2 separate regions of the Mus musculus genome follow, and region 1 is linked to region 2. A link is a contact called in public promoter capture Hi-C data. All regions are on one chromosome and are shown on one strand. The core of a region is the stretch at or near the end of the contact, and the rest is flanking DNA. Distances in the headings are between cores, read along the strand shown. Region 1 overlaps Zfp609 (zinc finger protein 609). Region 2 has its middle 21 kb from the start of Gm51712.

Region 1 (2,994 bases), core at 377-2,876, 160 kb after region 2:
CCACAGACAGCAGCTACTGTACCTGGGTAGTTCTGCATCATCACAGCAGGCATCCCCCGGTAGCTGGGGTGGTTGGGGTCATATGACTGGCTGTAAGAGTAGCCATGCATGTAGGGGATGTAGGACTGGTGCTGGGTGAGCGGGGAGGACACAGGCACATGGACACTTGGTCGGGGCTCCTTGCTCCCGAGGCGGGATTCCTCAGATGGGGGTAGCTTGCAGTCACTACTTGTGCTTTCCTTCCCGTCTTCCTTGGGAACAGAGTCCTTACTCCGGCTCCTGTCCTCCTTTAATTTTCGGTCCCGTTCCTCTTTCCACCGATCATCCTCTGACTTGATGTCTGAGTATTTGGCAGGATAAACATATGTCCACATTCGAGACTCCGTCTCCTGCAAAAACCACAGAATGGGTGCCGAGTAGTAGTACACATAAAAGCCTTTTCAAACCCAAGGTCTAAGTAGAAACATTAACAGATCATAACAGCACTCAAGGCGCAGTGCGCTTCTGACTTGTACAGAATTTGTTTACAAAAACACTGAGGAGGCAGAGGCAGAACCTACAGGTGGGTTCAGGGCCAGCCAGGAATACATAGCGAGACCCTGTCATGACAAAACACCTTCTCCTAGGAAACAAGATCCTAGGAGAGAAACAGTGACACCATCAGTGGCTCTTCTCTGTACAAGACTCCTGGGGCAGCGACTCTGGGAATACAAGTTGCCTCCTGCCAAGATGTTTATGGTGCTTTGCAGTTATCAGTGCCCCAGGAGGAAAGGGAAGACCGTGTGAATGTTTGCAACAGGTATGGGTATCTGCGGAGACCAGATGAGAGAATCAGATCCCCTGGAAGTGGAGTCACAGGAGGTTGTGAGCCATCTGATGTGGGTACTAGGAATAAACCAGTCTTCTGGAAGGACAGAAAGTACTTTTAACCACTGAGCCATCTCTCCAGTCCCATTAGTTTTAATTTCTAAATAATATTTATTTTGAGAGAACAGGGTCTTGCTAAGTATATGTAGCCCAGGCTATATAGCTCAGTGTGGCTATAAACTCAAGATAACCTGCTTTTAGCCTCCCAAGTCCTAGGATTACAGGCATGTGTTGTCATAGCTGACATCATAAATTCCTTTTTAAAGAAACCTGTGAGTGCTATATGCTTCCATTCTGAAACATTCTGAACACTGGGCTAGAAGTCAAAATACCCAGGTTCTTGTCTTGCTTTGCTAATGAAGTCTCAACTAATTGTAGACAACATAAGTTGTCTTATTAGTCCTTCTTCCCTATTTAAGGAAAAAAATACCTTTTAAGGAGGTAAAAGTGCTTTTTAAAAAACATAAAATGTACATGTTTACTAAAATTATAAAACTCTTCTGCTAATTTCAATTCTATGGAACCCCTAAACAAGACAATGCTGGTCTGTGGGGGCCAGAAAGTTTATTAGACAGCATCTCCACTTCCTTACATACAACAGTTACCTGTCGGTACCAGAGTATTGGATCCACCTCTGCCTGTCGGCCACACTCAGTGCCCGTCTTAGCCTCAGACGCCTCCTTGCCTAGGTGGCTGGCCTCACCCAGCTTCCCTTTAAGGCCTTCAGGGGGCTGGCTGGGGAGTTTTGATGAGTCATCTAACTTGGGAATGATGACAGACTTGGCAGGATCTGTCCCAGGCTCCTTGGCCTTGCCGGGCCCTGACTTCACCAGGTCTGTCAGGCTGGGAGCCTTGGTGAGAGTTGGTGGAATTGAGGGCTTTTGCTTCCACTCTTCCTTGAGCGATGCCTCCCGCTCTTTCAGGCCCATCTCTGTCTTCTTGTCCAGTCCCCGCTGCTGCTGCTGCTGCTGCTCCAGGCTCTGCCGCTTCTGCTGTTCTTCATACTGCTGCCGATAAGCGGTGTTGGTACTCAGGAGGTGGCTGTGGTAACTCTGGTCACTGTAGCCATAAGGAGGCACGTAGGCATACTGGTTGTAGTACAGGGACTGCATGTACATGTTGGGCCGCTGCTGGATGACGGAGGGCTGCTGACTGGAATTGCTCAGCTCCGGCTTCTTTTCCTCACAGACATCATTCTTTACTTTCCCTTCTACGCTCTCAGGCTCCTCATCCTTTTTTGTCTTTAGGGGCTGGCCCTCCATTCCTGCCTGGCTGCTTGAGGTGAGAGTCCCTGGGCTGGACTGTGCATAACCTGGAGAGTAGTAACTTTCAAAGCCTTGATAATATGGGGAGTCTTTGCTCTGTGGCTGAGGGGGGAACAGTGTTTTCTTAGCCCCTTCTTTAACCAGCTGCTCGGGGTCCTTCGACTTGGCACTGTCCACCTTGCCCTCCCCATCCTCCCCAGCATCAGAGATGTCAGAGTAGGCAGGGCTATTGGTTTTGACTGAGCTGGCTTCGGCTCCATTCTGGGTCACTACGTGGAGGGGAGTTAGGGGTTGGGTCGGGGTAGTACTATCTAGGCGGCTGCTGCCTCCAATTGAAGGGCTGGGGGCATTGTCAGTGAAACTGTAAATCTTATCAGCCTCAGCCTTGATACTAGCTAACCGGCTTTGGTGGGACTCTGAGGAGCCGTTCAGAAGGCTCTCCACTTTGATTCCATCTCCTGCTGCGTCTCTGAACGGGCTCTTACCTTCTTCTGCTCGGCATACCTTCCCAGGGGTCAGAGGACTTTCAAGTTCCTTTGATGAGTCCTTCTTTTTTTTGTCTTTCTTTTTCTTGTCCTTGGCAGGGGTCAGGGCAGGGTTGACTGTGAAAGGCTCTCCCATAACAGTGGGCTTGGGCTGAATGGGCTTGAGTTGGGGACTGTTGGGCATTGCTTGGACCACGGTGGTGGTCAAGCCTGAGGAGGAACCTGGGCTTGCTGCTGTGAAGGTGGCTGTCTGGAAAGTGTAGATCTGTTGTGGGGGGATGGCAGGGGCAATGGGGCGGGCTGATTTTAAGCTCTTGGATGGAATCTTTTCAGATTTCAGACTGGAGGGCTTTTTACACTTTTCCTTTTCCATACAC
Region 2 (3,178 bases), core at 196-2,695:
ATCCTACTTCTGGCCTCCAAGAGTTTTGAATGCCCAAACCACAGGCAAACACATACATGTAATAAAAAAATATTTAAGACAATTTTTTTAATGGGGAAGGGGGAATGGGTTGCTAGAGAGAGATTGCTCAGTGACTAAGAAACTGGCTACTCTTCCAGAAGATCCTGGTTATATTCCCAGGACTCACATGGTGGCTCACGCCTGTCCATAACCTAGCTTCAATGATCCAGCACCCTCTTCTGACATCCGTGGACACCAGGTGTGCACAGTACACAGACATATGCGGAGGCAACACATCCATATACATAGAATAAACATGATTTTAAAAAGCAAACAAGCCGAGCTCGATAACGCACACCTTTAATTTCAACACTCCGGAGGCAGCAGGGACTACACAGTGAGATCCTATCTCAAAAAATAAAAATAAATAAAGTAAATACAGCCATCAAACAATTATTAGTGGGGACTTTCTTTTTTGAGGGAATTCAAGGGTTCAAACCCAGGACCTTATACATGGCAAGTAAGTTCTCTGCCACTGAGCTACATAATCCAAATGAGTTGTTGTTGCTGTTGTTGTTGCTGTGGTTGTAGTTGTTTTGAGACAGGGTTTCTCTGTGTAGTCCTGACTATCCTGAAACTCACTCTGTAGACCAGGCTGGCCTCAAACTCAGAGATCAGCCTGCCTCTGCCTCCCAAGTGCTGAGATTATAGGTGTGCACCACCACTTATAGGTTTGAGGCAGGTTCTTATATATCCCAAACTGGCCTCAAACTCATTATGAATCAGAGAACTACTTTGAATTCCTAATCCTTTTTCCTTTACTTCCCACGTGCTGAGATGACAGGTTTGGGCCACCATGGCTGGCTTTTACTATCTTTTATGGATTTATGTATTTATTTTTATAGTGGATGTGGGCGTGTGCTATGGTATGTGTGGAGGTCAGAAGACAACTTGAGGTGTTCATTTTCTCTTTTTACCACGTGGGTCCCTGGGCGCAAACCCTGGTTGCAGGCTTAGTGCCAAGTGTCTTTACCTGATGATCCATCTTGCCAGCCCCATACATTATCTTATATATATGTATATCAAATGCAGTGTCTGATTGAATTTCTACAAAGATAAATGCTTAGCAAATAGGTCTCAGGAAATGGGGCCCATGTGCCCAAGCCTAGGCTTTTGCTGTGGTTACACTGTTTGGCACCAAGCCAGGTCTTTCCTCATCACCAGACGCTTTGAGTTGCTCACCCACTGAAGCTGCCCATCAGGGGAGTTATCACTTCTAAGTTGCTCGTACTCTTTGCAGTGGCCTACGAACCTAGGAGAGGACCAGCCGCGCTACAGAAGCCCAGCCTCCAGCCCATCTCTAGGCCTCCATCCCCCAGGCCCTCGCTGCCTGCATCCTGGGAATCCCCTCCCACCACTTCCCCTCTTGACTCATCTCAAGTCACATGAGGAACACATTTGTGAGGCCCTGACTCAGCCAGTGCTAACGGACTAATGAGCCTCTCTGCTCTCCTATCTGGTGTCTGTCAGGCAATAGAGATGGCATTTTGAGAGCAGAGAGGACAGCCGGAGCCCGGAGGAAAGGCTCTCACCCATCTGGCTCCTCCTAGCTGACTACTTCTGCCTCCTGCCAGACCCTCCAGACCATGGGGATCCATGCTCCTCTTTGGCCAAGCTCTGTCCTCCTGAACTTGTCCCTTCTGCTTTCCTACCCAGGTCTGCCTGCTATGTCCTCTGCGGCCCAGAGAGCAGGAAGACCCACGTTTAAGTTGGGGCTCTGATTATCTAGGCGAGTCCTCTGCCTCCCTCGGTGACCTCATTTATCCCATGGACGTGTTGAAATTGCTACTCTACCTTTCGCTGATGTGAAGAGAACCAAAATAGTTCAACCACAATGAGGAATCGGGTCACACCAGATAGAATGGCTATCACCAAACTAAACAAATAACAATGAGATGTCAGAAAGAGGAACTCTCATACTCTGTTGGTGGAAATGGAAATTAGTGTAGTCACTATGGAAAACAGTGTGGAAGTTCCTCAAGAACTAAAAATAGATGTATCATATGATCCAGCTATCTCACTACTAGCTGCATATCCAGAGGAAAGGGAAGTGAAGGAGTGCGTTGAGGAGGAGAGAGCTGTACTTCCATGATGACTGTGTTATTCACAGGCTCCAAGGTACAGAATTAACCAGATGTCCACAATGAAATCGAACACATACACACAACCTGACCATTAAAAAAAAAATCAATGAAATTCTGTAATCTGTAGCTCCACAGATAGAACTGGAGGTCGTGAGGCCTGGGTGGATGCCTCTGTGGGTAAAGGGCTTGGTATGCAAACCTGAGGACCTCTGTTTGATCCCCAGTAATCTATGGGCATTTGCAGCAGCATGACCCATATCCCTGTGTTGGGAGGTGAAGACAAGATCTCCAGGGATCGGTGGCCATCTAAGCTAGCCAATCAGTGAACTTTGGGGTCAGTTTAAGACCCTGTCTCAAAAGGCAATTCGAAGAATGATAGACAGGACCCAAACTGGACCTCTGGCTTACATAAATGCATACATGGACAAGCAGAATATGTATACATATACAAGACACACCTCAAGACATCAACAATAGCAGCAAGAGAACTGAGTGATATCATGTTAAGTGAAATAAGTCAAGTATGGAAAGACAATAATCACCTGTCTCATATCTAAAGCTAAAACAGTTCATCTTAGAGCCATAGAAATAGCTGGATGGGTAAAGGTATCTACCACGAGGCCTGATGACAAAAGTCATCCCTGGGACCCACATGGGAGAAGGTAAGGATTGATTCTCAAAAACTGTCCTCTAACCTCCTCATGTACCCATGGCACATGTGCCTGCCCACCTGCTCACACAAATACAGAAAATGTCATTTAAAAATTGGTATTTTCAGATAGGGTCTCTCTATGTGGCCCCGGGTGGCCCAGGACTCTCTAGACAGACCAGGTTGACCTTAAACTGATAGAGATCTGCTTGTTGCTGCCTCCTAAGCGCTGGGATTTAAATGTGTGCACTATCATGTCTGGCCCCAATTTAAAAAAAAAAATGATCTCATGCTGGAGAGATGGATCAAGTGCTGCTCACTCAGAGGAGCCAAGTTCAGTTCCCAGAACTTACATGGGGCACATGGGTCACAACTGCCTGTAACT

The links. Capture Hi-C pulls out chosen DNA fragments and counts their contacts.
Region 1: a promoter capture Hi-C map of adipose tissue shows a contact between it and region 2. The contact joins two enhancer-like sites. A contact is called at or near these places in 1 of 115 datasets of contacts at active chromatin or transcription factors (microglia) and 2 of 9 other capture datasets (adipose tissue and liver).

What each region holds. Positions count from the first base shown.
Region 1 is chr9:65,700,800-65,703,793 of GRCm38.p6, forward strand. Zfp609 (zinc finger protein 609) reads right to left here. Exons shown (of 10, transcript NM_172536.3): 5 at 1,473-2,994; 6 at 23-389. Among named protein-coding and RNA genes, the nearest start is that of Oaz2, 26 kb to the left of the region's middle. Within about 2 kb of position 1,627, at least 43 of the 459 cell types and tissues checked have an H3K27ac peak or open chromatin away from gene starts, as enhancers often do. A contact at or near this core is called in adipose tissue, where this site is marked.
Region 2 is chr9:65,540,411-65,543,588 of GRCm38.p6, forward strand. No RefSeq gene overlaps it. Among named protein-coding and RNA genes, the nearest start is that of Gm51712, 21 kb to the right of the region's middle. Within about 2 kb of position 1,446, at least 245 of the 459 cell types and tissues checked have an H3K27ac peak or open chromatin away from gene starts, as enhancers often do. A contact at or near this core is called in adipose tissue, where this site is marked.